2 separate regions of the Gasterosteus aculeatus genome follow, and region 2 is linked to region 1. The links are chromatin contacts, called in public Hi-C maps. All regions are on one chromosome and are shown on one strand. Each heading gives the region's core, a stretch centred on a gene start, on an enhancer-like site or on the middle of the called end of the contact. The rest is flanking DNA. Distances are from core to core; before and after follow the strand shown. Region 1 overlaps LOC120820243. Region 2 overlaps r3hdm1 (R3H domain containing 1).

The links. Hi-C and Micro-C count contacts between places; a contact is called where the count stands out from the background.
Region 2: a Hi-C map of skeletal muscle shows a contact between it and region 1, with 4 times the contacts expected there. The contact joins two enhancer-like sites. A contact is called at or near these places in 2 of 6 Hi-C or Micro-C datasets (both in skeletal muscle).

What each region holds. Positions count from the first base shown.
Region 1 is chr1:26,029,232-26,036,668 of fGasAcu3.hap1.1, reverse strand. It overlaps LOC120820243, which reads right to left. Exons shown (of 9, transcript XM_040177781.2): 7 at 6,961-7,124; 8 at 6,754-6,824; 9 at 4,844-6,667. The coding sequence ends at 5,678. Among protein-coding and RNA genes, the nearest start is that of LOC120820243, 7.4 kb to the right of the region's middle. Within about 2 kb of position 3,863, at least 4 of the 9 cell types and tissues checked have open chromatin away from gene starts, as enhancers often do.
Region 2 is chr1:26,126,532-26,133,968 of fGasAcu3.hap1.1, reverse strand. It overlaps r3hdm1 (R3H domain containing 1), which reads right to left. Exons shown (of 25, transcript XR_013467132.1): 22 at 7,405-7,437; 23 at 6,674-6,771; 24 at 6,508-6,579; 25 at 4,324-5,649. Among protein-coding and RNA genes, the nearest start is that of rnd3a, 9.1 kb to the left of the region's middle. Within about 2 kb of position 3,993, at least 3 of the 9 cell types and tissues checked have open chromatin away from gene starts, as enhancers often do.

The DNA.
Region 1 (7,437 bases), core at 2,614-5,113:
TGTTTAATCCCACGGCGCCTTAGTAGATGGCCGGAAAGATTCGTCGTGTTTCCGTGTTTTTTTTACTTGTCTTCTACATATTCTACAAACAGCGACCGACTTATTTAGAACACCTCCGTGTTTGCAAAAGCCTAAATGTTTCCACGCGCTGGATCGATAAGTTGGTTTGTAAATGTCTCGCTCGCAGACGTCTCCTCCACGCTGTGTTTTGTTGTTGTTCAGAGTTCCGCGCGGCTGCCGCTGCGTACTGATGACGTCACAGACAGGCAGACTCAATCGAGTAACGTTTAACGTGTCTAAAGTACTAAAAAACAAACAAACACACATCCATGCCGTTTTTGTGCTTAAATCCAATGTGCAGTTTCCAAGTATCGATACAAATCGATTATGTACCATTTCAATCGATTTGTAATTGATATACGTCGTCCGGAATGCAGATTTGCGGAGCACAGATTGATTCAGTTGGATAGCAGGAATATTAATCGATTAATCGATTCAGTGGATGAATCGTTACACCCCTACTTAGAATGCATTTGATCCATTTAACCGTAGAACGTTCATCCACGTGCATCGTGGCTCCGTAATTCATTTGCAAAATTTGCGATGACATTTTGATTGGGGATACGACCAGTAAATCGGAGGAATGAGACAAAAAGAGACAAACAATAGGATATCTTCTAACACGGGTTTGACGTGCGCTTCATACGCCGCTCACACCCTCAGATGTGCTGTAACGTGGAATGTGTGATTTGATTCTTTGTCAAATTAATGAGGAGCCGATTGAAGGGAGGAGAAACGACGGGGACACGAACGCTCGCCGGAGGAATTACCCAGCAGCAACGGATGTGTGTCTCTCTCTTACGCGCACACACCGAGGATTAGCTTTGTTACGCCCACCGATGCACACACAAAAGCCTGAGTTACTGCCTCTCTCACGCACACAAACCTCTGCAATTGCACATGTCGATGGAAGATTACAGATGTTCTGGCGGGCAAAAACAATCTTTTGGCGTCATTATCTCGATGTCAGTGCTGTAATTCCTGACATTGCATTTGGTAAAGAAGAAGAAAACAAATACAAACCCTTTTGACTGCCTTTCATCTGGCACGGCAGTAATAAAAATGTGTACTACTTGGTGCTTTTATTGTGTGATGTGTTACACAAGACTGCCGTAGTTATGCAAGGGAGATACCATTATCGCATCTGAAAAACTGTAACCTAAAGCTTCACCTTAAAATATCAATAAACCCTTTGCAGCACCCCCACTGCGAACACGGGCAGGAAAAAAAAAAGATTTCTATGCTCTTTTTGACCCCAAATCCTGCTTTGGAAAGCCTCCGACTCCTACCTTTCCAATTCAGCTTTCTATATAACCAACTCATCCTCATCCTCCTCCTCGCACGCCCACTCATGCTGCATAATCCATAAGGTTTGTTCTTTCGCTGCTACGCCGATGACACCCGGCTGTATCTCCCACGGAAACCTGACGATCCGAACAGCCGTTCCTGCCCGGTCAATGAGCACAGGACGTCCCAGAGCACACAGCGGCCGCGGCGGTAGCAAGTCCTTTTTAACCTGGAAGGTAAAGATCTGTAAAATCACTGTAGGCAAACTGGCCATTTGTTTTTGGGGTAATTAAGGTCAGGAAGGTCAAAGAAATGAGATTAAGAAGGAAGAACATACCATAGTCTTGTGTATTAAATCGATCCTTCCGTTACCGCTGTAGATGAGGCTGATGAGGTCGATGCCACGGTCCGTGCTATTTGTGAAGCTAGCAGGTATTTAGCTTAGCTTAGCACAACGATTGGAAGTGTAGATTTAGGATTTTTGAATTTTGTCCACCTTTGCCACAAACAGGCTAGCCGTTTCAATTATTTGTGCTAAGCTAAATGTTTCCTTCCTCCAGCTTTATGTTCGTGTCACTTTACCGCTTTGATATTTGGCACAAAATTAAAAAAAAACTCGATGATTTCCATTATTATTGGTCCTATAGATCCTTCCAGTTGAGGCGTGCCGACGGCCGGTGCCACGGCACAGTATAAGCCCATGGGGGGGAAATAATTGTCAGGGCAGGTATTTCCTCGGTGTTGTGATTGCAGGGCCATTATGCGCACCCTAATGAAACAAACCAGCGGAGAGCCTCCATCTCAGCTGTAGCCTTTATCATCGCCCTTCAGAGGATGTACAAAGGAAAACACTTCAGCAGCAGGCTAATTAAAACCAGAGAGGTCTGGATGAGGAGGCCAAACAACCCACGCAGGTGGCGTGTACGTGTTTGTGCGCGTGACCTACAGTGGCACGTCATCTTTATGCATGTCTGTGTGAGGCAGCAATTCATATTAATTTTTTCTTTTTGTGTGTGTTTTCTGTCAGCGAGGTGTCTGTGTGCGCGCGCGTGTCAAAGAGGTGTACGACTGTTAGTGGTGCTTTCCATTCATTTTAATGGCTTCAGCTGTCGCTTCATTCTCGCCGTCTGCACCGCCTGACGGGAAGGGCCGAGCAGCTTTCATCTGACAAGACCCTTCTCAAATAGGCCATTGGTGCACCATAATTAGTTCAAATGTCGAAGCCTGTGAATTATTGATGATCGGGGACGAGTAGGGAGGAAGACATTTCACATCAACAGTTTTTTCTTCTTCTTTTTAAAGGACAGCTGGTGCTGTGCGGTTCGCACCACAAACACGAGTCTCTGGTGTTCGGGCCGCGAGAGGATGCATTTGCATCGGGGCGGAGAAAATAAACCGAGGTAGTAAAGGGAATAATTACAGGGGCGAAACTGTGAAATAATGTCTCTATTTTCACAGAGAACAGCTGGCTAAAGAGAGCACCGCAGCTCCTTTTTTTTTTTTATTTCTCCGTGTGAAACGGATACCTGAGCACTGGTGGGGAACGAAGTAAACCACAAGACTGGGGTTAATTTATGCTGCTGCCAATCGTTGGACATAATTGCGTTACCATGGCAAAATGACAGCTCGGGCCGGTCCTTTTCCCCCCTCCGGCTCCATCTCAGGTACTTAGAGGGGTTTCTATCCGCTTCTGATTTTTCAAGTGGGACCTCTCAGAAAGAAATGACAATGGACTTTCAATGGCTTATAATTAGGCCACTTTCCTGCACAATTTCCTGGGCATCATTTGCATTAAGACCCATATGGGCACAAGTGCGGGAAGCATCAAAGTTGCCCGCGAGCCAATCTGCCCGCCAGTTAACTGAATCTGTTAATTAGAAGAGATCAGGTCCCGCGAGAGCAGACGAGCACGCGTGAGATTATTGTGATTGAGGATCACCTTGGATTTGTGGCATGGAAACCTTTTTTTTCTCTCTCTCTCTCAAGGTTATTCAAAATTGCGTCTTGTTTGCACTTCATTAAAAAAAAAAAATAAAGATTTCTCCCAAAAGCACAAATAGTGGATGTTGGTGTGGCTGCTGGCCTGCCCCCTCGGGTGAAGGGTAACACCGCCACCTAGTGGCCGCGAGCTGGTGGAACAGCGCGTGTATGAAAAGGGGATTTATTGCTGCGCACTGACAAATAGCTCCTTTTTCATTCTCAAATTAAATCCTTTGAAATGACGCCGTTTTTTTACACCTAATATAATAATATCCGAACGACGCTCTTTGATTCATCTTTTAAAAGTAACTTAATCGTCCATCTAACTTTTAATTTGCCGCTTTAGCTGCTGGAACCGATCGGAATGGTTATTGCAATTAACAGCTTGGACGGTGCTTCTCGGCTTCAGATGGCTCTTAATTCTCGGATTTGTTGCTGACAGATAAAAGCCCGGGAAAGAAAAGCCTCACTGCGGATTCATCGAGCAGTAGGCGTCTCTTTTTCAGCCCGTGAGGTTGCCGAAAATAAATCCTCGCCCTCCCACCGGTGCGCCACGAGGTCCAGATGGTTGAGTCTTCACCGACGCGTCGCCCCGCTGAATTTCCCCATTGTCTCCCACGCTAAAATTAGACGGTAATACTCGGCGCAAAGCGTTGCGTCTGCTCTGAGAGTGCTGCTTAATTATCAGGAAACTGATTTATGTTCCGCCCACGGGACGAGTCGTCGACAGAGGACCAGAGCTGGACACCCCCCCCCCCAAACAATGGAAGGTTTCACCAAATACGCCTTCACCGGCAAAAACAAAATAAAAAAATCATTCCCTCGTGGTAGTTTTGCTGCTAAAAGACACAAAAGGTTCACACTAATATAAATATCCTGCTCATCTAGTGGTTCAACCGCATTACTCCCATTACCGATTCGGCATCACTAATAAGTGTCATCCCGAAACATAATCGATCAATCTGCTGTGTGTAAGCGGGGCCGACAGCAACGTTTCCCTACTTTTTATATCTTCACCGGCAGAGAGGGGCTTATGTTCAATGGGGAATAAGTCCAATGTTATGCGGCTGGGATTAAACCATCTGCATGATTTGGCAGTTCTTTTCATTTACGCACGCTGTGCATGCTTTCAGAGGCCAAGATGAGTTTTATTTTGCACCGACAGCAGCGTTTTTGCAAATCGGGAGTGAAACTGGAGTCAAAGCAATCCCAAATATGTCACGGGACGGTCTTTGCACAGAAGGAAAAGTTGTCTTTTACTCGTTGATCCCAGTATGTGACATTTTATGATAGACATGTGTACGTCTCAATTATTCAATCAATAAAATACCCATATGGCTACTTTGCATGTAATGTTCAACAATTTGCAAACATGTCAAGGAATGAATAATTTATCGGTAGAAGTAAATGGGTCCTTTGCTTGTTTTGTTCACGCTACAGAATGTCCCAACCAAACAACTGGTAAAGGTGAAATAAATAGTTCTGGTTCTACGTCAAGACATTTACGAGCAGAAAATCACTGATAACCTTTATTTGGGCTCCTAATACACATTGTGTCACGTTCATCAATACATAGTCTGCTTTAGATCTCAAGATACACTGAACGGAGGAAGGTCTGGACCAACAGGTTGGAATCTCACCTGCGGTCCTATATACACATTCTTATTTCAGAGATCTGCATTTTCTGATAGTTAATAACATGTATCATACTGTATAGCGATTGACGAGGTATCATCACAAGGCTTTTAGCCGATGTATCTTAAATGCACTTTCACAGCAGATGTAAAGTGTCTGCACTTCGGAAGCCCACAGCAAACAGACAGCAAATGAGGTCGGCCTCACATTTGTTATGTTTTTTCAACTAGTGACACCCTCTTTTAAAGGTAAGCAGACCGTGTTTCCTAAGACCAACGTCAGTTCTGTCGAGGTGATGCATCTCCATGGATACAGGTAATAAAACCCAAACAGAGGAAGATTCGTTCTTTTATCAAAAAAGTTTAAGACCTGAGATTTTCAGTGGAACAAAATGTCTTAACATACCAAAAAAAAAAAAAAAAGACTGTAAACGGTCACACTAGCTCCACCTTCACTTCTGTTCGACTTCAAACATGCACATTAAAATCATTTCAGCTAAAAGAATCATTATTCCAGCTGCCGTCTTCTTGTTGCGAGCTAGTAGCACACGGCTCTATGCATATCTTTTTACACTTTTTTATTTTACACTTAGACAGTCGGTGTGTGGACGACTGACGGGGCGACGCACGATTGCGATAACTTAAGACAAATAAAATCTTTTAAAATTCTTAACATGATAATACCTTAATTCTAGCCAACGCTGCGGACTCTGAGGTTACAAGTTCATTCCTTGGGCACTTAGTAAAGAGTCGAGCATGTCGAAAGTGTCTTTGTAGTCGGTGTGCTGTCCGTTGGCAGGCAGCACGCCGTTGCTCCCGTCGTGGTGCTCCGCCATCCTGGCGCCGCCCTCCGTCGAGTAGTGGGACGAGCCGAGGCCCCCTTTGCTCCTGCTGCTCTTGGACGAGTGGTGATGGTGGGAGTGGTGGTGGTGGTGGTGGTGGTTGTTGTGGTGGTGGTGGTCGGAGTGAGGCCTCTTGCGAGATGAGCCAGACGAGCCAACGTCGGGGGCCCTCGCGGACAAAGAGGCGGCCTCCATCGACCCCCGGCTGCTCCCGCTGTGCGAGTGTGAGTGGCCGTGTTTCGAGTGGCGGTGCTCCTTGTGCTTGTCTTTGCCGGGCGGCGCCCCGGTCTGCTCAGACGACACTTTTATCCTCATCTTGAGTTCCTCGCCCGTGGCCGAGCCGTTCTCAGAAAAAGACGGCGCCAGCCGGCCCTTTCTGGAGCCGCCTTTGTCCCTCCGGCCGTCGCCCCCCTGCTGCGCCTGGGAGCGCTTCTTGTGGTGGTGCGAGGAGACGGCCGGAGGGGCCCCGTACATGTCCGAACCCGGTTCGTCCTTCACGCCATTCTGAGAGGCCGGGTCCCCCGCCGCCGCGTGTTTCGCCCTGTACGTCTCCAGAGTCAAGACTTTCTGCAGCCGCGGGAAAGCGGCAGCGTTCACAGCGAGCGGCTGGTGTTTGCTGCCGCCCGCGGCTTTGGGTTCGTGTTTCACCAGCGTGAACTCCGGCGGCTCGGAGAAGTGATCGCTCAGCGGCTGGTAGGAGCCGTAGGAGGCTGCCATGCCGTTGAGGGAGGGCATGTCCGAGGAATCGGATGAGGTGGAGGCGAAGAAGGAACTGGCGACACCGGAAAAGCCGTCCAAGGACCCCTGGAAGGTACCGTCCACCGCCGGGCCTTCCGTCTTTGGCTTCTTGGCTGCTTGAATGGCCTAAAAACCAAAACAAACTCAACGTGAGACACCGGCACCGCAGTGGTACTCACCACGCCCCCCCAACACCAGTAATAAGAACATACCCTCCAGTTTCGTATCCTCTTTAGTTTGCTGGGCGTCTTTTCCAGGATCTGAAGAAACTCGTGAGTGAGCTCTGAAAACCGCGAAGACGACAGTCAGTGATCACCTCTGCAAACCGCACGACTCGTACTGCTACACACGAGCACGCGCGCTACAAGAGACACTTCTGCGTGTCCTAGAAGACGGACGGGCCGTCGTTACTCTCTCACCGTCCAGCAGCTGCAGCGTCACTGTGCGGTCCACGTACTCCCACCAGTGCTTGCTGTCCGTGGAGACGGGGATTTCCCAGTTGGACCACTTGCAGGCCAGGTGGATGCAGACGCACGCAACCACCGTGGGCCTGTACTGCAGGCAGAAGGTGGTGAGGTGCAAACTGCAGAGGGGGGAAGGAGGACGATACCATCGTCAAGTGGCGGCCGTGTACACAACATACATACGAAACAAACATTTTAGGCAGCTTAGCGAGGCAACATGAGCACACCGACAATCAAACAAAGACCTGCACATTACTTACCTTAATGTACAGGAACAGCTAAGAACCTAATTGTTAGGATGTGTTCCTAGTTTTATGAATGACACACTTCCATGATGTATTGAATGTGGATTAAGCCACATGTTTTTGATTTCAATTGATGTTTTAAATTATAAAACATGACATGATTCTCGATGAGCATTAACTCCTGGCA
Region 2 (7,437 bases), core at 2,744-5,243, 97 kb before region 1:
ACGGCACAGAATTGCATTGTTTTGTTAATAAAGAAGGATGTTTTTGGAGTGAATACGAATGGATCCACGCGATAATAGCCGAGTGTATGAAATAGAATAATGGTCTGCATGTCCGTGGGACAGTATGACAATAAAGCGTTTTATTGGATAGGATGGAAGCTCCTTATTGGCTCACAGCTTATAATGAAAACAAATGTTCTCGCTCTAATCGCAGCAGGATAGGTAGGTTTTTTCCCCCCGGATAACCTACTGCAACGTTTTCTCAACGCATAGGCTGTGAGCTGTAAGATTCCAGCAATAATCAACCTTATCAGTCATATGCTGCACTATCTCTGCATACAACCGATTACATTCCACTGAATACGTAACGGAAGGGCCCGCTGTGTTGTTTCTGACCACTAGTAGCGCTGTGGAGCAAAAGGACACAAAGAAGAATGTGAGCGCGTGGGGATGTCACTTGTCTCTCCCCCGGTTCCGGGCTGTCTCCACTTATGGAGCTCCCATAAAAGCCAATAATGTTGTGCAGATGTGGGTGGGTTTTTTTTTGTTTTTTTTTAACGCGCGGGCTAACGACGCACAGGGCGCGTTATGTGAAGAATGCCTTTGATCAGCGCTTTACGAAGGACGGGCGGGCGCTTTGAGGATTTTTCTGCTGACATCCCCGGGAGACTTTTTAAAGACTCCGGTCGAGGTAATCAAATCCGCGTGTGCTTGCTCCTCCCTTTCGCCCGGGGGTTAGGCAGCACGTAGCGCGGTCGGCCTCTTGGTTGGGAGACAAGGAGACGCTGTGCCTCAAGTGTACGCCCTAAATCAGACCGCTTCGTATATTCCACAGCGTTCGGGCGTTGGAGAGCGTTGGTGGACAGCCGGCCTCCTTTCGGGGACGTCAGGCGCGGGTTGTCCGTGCATATAAGAGTTTCACTTGAAGCCGGTGGCATCCATTCTCCCCACGCTACCGTTTTCAGCCACCGACAGCATACAAATTCACTCATCACACACACACACACACACACACCTGCATGTGCACTCATGCTGGCACATCCTGTTGCCTCACTGGCCATCTGTCACGTCTCTTTTTACCGGACGCGGCCAACCCGACTCATGAATTAAACAGGGATTCTTGGGAAATCACTTGTTTGTCATTTGGGGTTTTGAAAAGGGGACGGGCATCATTTAAAATCGCAGCAGTGCTCGGGTGGACCCGACTCGGCCTCCAGGGGACCCCCCCTTGACAAATGAGCCTTTTTGTTTGGTTAATGAACCCCCTCCCTCTAGAGTTGTCTCGCAATATCCAAGTGCAAATGTGTGTATATACGCGTATATACATATATATAGATACACACACACACACACACACACACACGGTTTGGTCGGTTGCCCCCAAATTCTCCTGCAAGGCTCGTCCATCACGACTCCCTCATACCCGTACTACATTTGGCAGGGGGGGGGGGGGGGTTACAGTCGATAGTACGAGCCGCCTCACCCCAGGGTGACGATCTGAAAAGAGAACCATTAAGATGCAATTTGTGGAGACGTGGGGAGGAGACGTGACGCGCGACCTCTGACCCTCCGAGCCGCAAGTTCCTGAACGCGACGGCACGAGAACGCACACTCAGAGGATCGGTGGTCTGGTGGTGATTCACTGATCGTGGACAGAATGGTGTGCGCTCGTCCTTCACCAGAGCTCCTTCTGCGATCGTGTCCGGAGTTGTCGTTGGCTTTGTGCGCGTGTTACGTGTCCATTTTTGGTTATTTTCTATTGTGTGTTTGTTTCTAATCTTGAGCTTATTTTGTCTCTCAATAGTCTCTTTTTGGTCACTCTGTGTTCACTCGCTTTACTTCCTGATAAAAGCAGTCAGCAGCGACCTGTGCCTGACAGTAATTTGCGCTATTGCTCCCATCACAGCTTTGATCCACAGCAGGGAGGGGGGACATGCATGGCTTTATTCTCTGGCATGCCGCTGTTTTTGACCTCCATCATGGAAGTCATACGATTCATTATTCAAAAATGCAATCACCTAATTATACGTGACGCATAATGAGGAGCCGAGATGTAAAAGGGGAGGCTGGCAAGAGAGGGCTGGGAAAACAAATTCACGCTTTCTGCTTGTTGACCCCACCCCCTCCATTTAACCACAGCGACTTGGGCCCCCACCCAAATGATGGGCAATCGTATAGGATGTGCCATCAAAGGGGACGCAGAGAGGTCCAGGTGTGAAGATGCAGCGTCCCCTTCCTTTGCTTATGTCCTCCTGGATGTTTCCATTGTGTCTGAGAAGCCCCACTCCCAATCCCCCAACCCTCCATCCCCCACCCAACGACTCCCAGCGTTGCAGCTCGGCAACCTCTTCCACTATGTTCCTATGGTAACAACCCAGAGAGAGAGTGTGTGTGTGTGTGTGTCTGGGAGCTGAGTGATTGTCTGTTTGTGTGTGTTCATTATGGTTGTGTGGCTCATTTTTACATAATGAATCAGTTTTCGAGGCTGGTGGAGCGGGCTCATTTGAATAATTGCAGGGAGAGAAAAGGGGGAAAAAAAGAAAAGATTTAACTGAGCATCTTCACACATCACATGTACAGATCAGAATTTCCTTTGGAGGTGTGTGTGTGCGCGTGTGCGTAAGGGATAGGGCGTATAATGGGACGCCCAGCTGACATCATTTGTCTGCCAATCTGCACCCTGCTTGCCAAACACGGCCTCCACAATAGCTTCACCGAGCAGAACCGTGAGGCAGCTCGGCCTGCAGGAGGAAGTGTCACAGCGCCCCCTGCTGTCCATGGGACAGAGCAAGATATCAATGACACACCGAAACTTTTAAAAGTAAACTCTCTATGGAATGACGGATTAAAAACATAAGCAGACTTGAAATAAAAGGATGTATTGCCAATAACCTGGAGACACGAGAGCGAGTGGGAAGATTTGATGATGTGAAACAAGTTCCGATCCCTCATTGTTTTCTTAAATATCTTTTGTGATTAAGACGTGGGGAGTTTAATTAAGTGTAGATTAACACCAGTTGTTTAACAACCATTAAACTAACCACAAACAGAAGGAAAGCTTCACCAGAGAGACACAATAGTTGGATATATCAAACTGATAAGTTGTTTGAGTAATTCACGCACACGTGTAACGTTAATTACGTAAGTATTATATATATATATTACTATATTGGTCTTCATTAGCAAATATTAAATGTAATATTAAATTAAAAGCGGCAAAACCGCACCTCCTAGTGGCCGCTGGTAACACTGCGCCCATTAATTCATGCGCCACCCTTCGACCTGCATTCTGCGTCTAAATGACGGATGAGCAGCAGAGACTTTAAAACCGAGGCGACACTCACGTCTCCGCCGGAAGGGAGCACAGTGAGGAGGTAACTGGTCGCCGGGGAAACTCGTACCCGTCCATCATCATCTGCTGCTGCTCCTTCAGCACCACCCTCTCCCCATCAAGCTAAGGCTCTCCACCCATCAACGTGACAGCAACGGCCTCGTAAAAGCCTCTCTGTTGTCGCACAGACTCTAAATACCGGACGGCGCTTCGTGGAAATAGACGTTTGGTCTCGTGCACCGGCTCTCGCCACGAGGCGGTTACCATGGGAACCGATTGCAGTTCCCATGGGGACCAATTAGAGCGTAAAACAGACGACGACCGCAGTCTTGTTTGATGGCATCTGAATGTCCTTTCACCGATGCAGGCCGCCTCGGTTTGAGCAGCTCAGTCAAACAAACGAGTAATGATGTCGAGGACGTCGACTTAAAAAGTAGCACTTTTCAAATTCAGTTCTGCGTGTCAACGACAGACAGAAAATAACAAAATAACCTTTTATTGTTAACTTATCAGCCGTCCTGTGCTCAACCGTTCTATTTTACCTTCTGCTTAGTCGAACGTGACAAAAGCACCTCCACCCACGTGGGTGGGGCACTTCGGCCCCTCCGCCTTCTGCTCAGCCCTCCCGTTGTGGGGGCACGCCGGGGTCACCGGACACCTCCGTGGTCTCCACGGAAGGACGCGCGCAAGGTGACCAGGATAGACACGTGTTTGGCTTCACGTTCACCCCGGGGTGAGTCGCGTGCTGCAGTAACGCGCTTTGTCCGCTGGGTGTCGCTGTTCCGCTGCAGTTTCACCCGATGAGATGATGTTCTCCTTCAAATAGGCTTATCTCACTGAGAAGGGAATTAGACTGCTAAACACAACACATATCTCTGCAATGCCCTAAAGGCGGAGATGGAAACCTAGAGCAACATTTTCCTTAGAGTTGCCTCATCGCGTCGCTAAAGGAACGTTTCAATACACCCCGAGTTTGAAAAAGGGTTTTCAACATGTGTGGTGCAAACATTTATTAGTCCAAAAACAGAAGAAAAACGAAACAAACACCAGTCACCAAACACCTCATGATTCATACTAATAACCCCCCTCCCCCCTTCTGAAAAAAGAAAAAGGAGCCAAGGACTGACAAAGTCGATTGCATTTTTCTTGTGCATATAAACATTTTAATTAAATATAAAAGAAAGTGTCCTGGCCGAGTGCAACAAACTGGTACAGGGAGATGGGGGGAGGGGGAGGGGGGGGGGGGGTATAAAAGAAAATCCAGGCCCTGTCCGAAAACAATTCCAATCTCCGCCTCGTTCATCACTTCAGTGCAAATCCGACATTCACTGTGTATAAAAGTGACATTAAATAATTCAGGTAGTACATCTATTATTCAGTGTTTATTATTGTATGGGCTCAACATTGTACAGGTGCCGCCGCGTGTTATTGTTGGAAGTCGGGAGATAAATGCCGCTCAGCGTCACGAGTCAGCGGCTTGGACATGGATGGTGGAATTATGGATGAATGTTAAATAAAAAAATTAAACAAACCACTCTTATGTGAATGCTCAGTTCGATTCGGGGCCCCAATTTCACGTCATCTTAAGTGGGCACAAAAACGTCCTGGAACCAGAAGAGAGTCGATGATGCGTGTGTTTAGCTCGATACGGGGCCGTCACGCTCACACACCCACGGTCGAAAGAGACACAGTGAAATCTCGCTCTCTGAACACTTCCGCTTTTTAACAGCAAGCTAGATCTCTTTTTTTTTAGGATAGAAGAGCGACCAGCTCAGCATGAGCGGACACATTCATCAAAAAAAAAAAAAAGAAAGAAAAAAAATGATAAAATGAACTAAAAATATAATCAACGTTAACGTTCATTTTTCAAACATTTGATAGTTTTTTGTTTTTTTATTTGGACAGAGTCTGGGACTTGAACCGAGGCAGTCCAGACTGAGGCAGCGGAGGCAGGTGGTTGGATATGCGTTCGTGTGGCGCTCCCGGGATGTTTAGCAGCTACGCGCCGGCCTTGTCCGAGCCGCGCGGCTCCCCGCCTTGCCCGCCGCCGGTTTGGAGTGTCAAAGCGTCCCGGGGGGCGCTGTGGTGGAGCGTGGCGCTCGGAGCGGCGTGTCTGGGGGGCAGCATGGCGAAGATGGAGTATGACAAGGCCAGGCGTCCGCCGGGAGAGTCTCCGGCCGCGCCGCGCAGCCGGGGCTGATGGTCCGACAGCCGCTGGATCAATCCGCCGCCTCGGCACAGCTGCGCCAGGAGGTGGTGGGAGTCCGTGCAGCCGATCCCCTCCGGGGGGTCCGTCACTTCCAGGATGTGACCGCTCACTGCGGGCGGACACACACAGACGGAGAGACGGCACTGTGAGCAGCGGAGCCAGTAAATAAAACAACTGTCACAGGTGAAAAGACAGACCGGCACCATCGGGAGGCTTCAATAAACCGCTGCTGCCAGCTGCAAAGCTTCAGCGGAAAGTCTGGGGAATATTCCGCCAATTTGGTGTTTATACCGATTTGTTACTTTTTCTAAAATGCACAATTGTCAGCTTAAAGAGAACGGCGCTTTTCTCATTTTCCAGACATTATAGAGGCAGCCCGGTAGTGTTGAACTTTGTACGGCTTTCACTACTTTGTTGATTGCGCAAGTGGGGATTGTTGACAAAAGCGCCTGCGTAATGAAAAAAAAGAAAAGAAATTGAATACCTCAGCGGGTGCAAAGATTCTGACGCGATATTTGAAATAATCAGCACATTTATACTCTTGACACAAATACTCTCGGGGCTGCAGGTTCCACAGCCAGGTGTGTTTTCTGCCACGTCCGTGAATTTATTCTGCTTACATTCACAAACAAGACGCTTTCCTCCGCCGCTGTGAGACCGCAGCAAAAAAAAAAAACGCAAAATGCAACAAAAAACTAAATATCAGAAAAATTTAACTGACGTTATTTCAGTTTAGTCTGTTAAATAGTCAACGCAGCAGCTGAGTTTGTCACATTACTGAATGTTTTATTTTTTCTGACATCCAAATCCAGACGCATCAACTCCTGGACTTTTTTTTTGTAAAACCGCTTTCCGGATTCTTTTAGCAATATAGAAATCCCCTTGGTGCTTGGTGAGGAAAAAAATTAGCCCGAGGTTCACTAAACTCAAGCCTCCCTCCGGACTTCCTTTTACCTGCTTCACCTACACTGAGATCTGAAGACAGAGGTTTTCTGCCGGCCTTCCTCCCGTTACTGCTACGCCAAACCCCCAGCGGACCCTGAGGGGAGGAGAGGAGAGCGGTGAGGTTATCTGCGGAGGGAACAACCTTTTTTTGCTCCTGCCAGAGGGCTGGTGCGTCTGGTTCGCCCGACCTGGTGTTTGGCAACGACGTGGGCGGTGTGGATCAGGGGGGGTCTGATGGAGGGTTTGTACTGCAGAGGTTGGCCCAGGAGGGAGTAGTGTGTTTCACCTAGACGTCACAAACAAAAAAGTTGCAAGAAGATGAACATCTACTGTGAGACACAGAAAATGTATACAAAGTAAATTATTAGTTAGTCTGTGGTTGGTGACCTTGCAACACTATTTCTAGGCAGGTAATGTTAGCTAACTTCTGCCAATCAAGCATTAGCTAGCTAAGCTAGTGGCTGATTCCAGGGACACAGCAAAAGCCTTGAGAACATTAACCTTAAAAAAATGTGTGTTTCCAGATGGAAAAAATGAAATCCAAGACATGACATTCATTGGAAAAGGTGCACAAAAACCTCAGATTAATCGCATGCTATCAAGTAATAGTATTTGTGAAGTCAGATAACATGATCTGTACAAATACAAAAGCACACTTTTGTTGTTTTATGGATATTTATAGCACAGAGATAAAAAATGTAGGGCTGCAGTTTAAGTTTGTGTTCTTTCATCCGAGCCGCTGCTCATATTGCTAGCTAGCTCTGGCACATCAACTTAAACAACTACTGTAACCCATAATGCATTTGGGTAAACTGACAAATGTTGAGAAAGCACAAGTGACTAAAACTGATTGAGGTCGTTATCTGTATACAATTTTCTAATATCGTTTTTTTCCGTTGCTTCGCGAGGTGTCTCTGACCTTGTCCACTGTGGCAGAAGGCTGTAGGGAGCG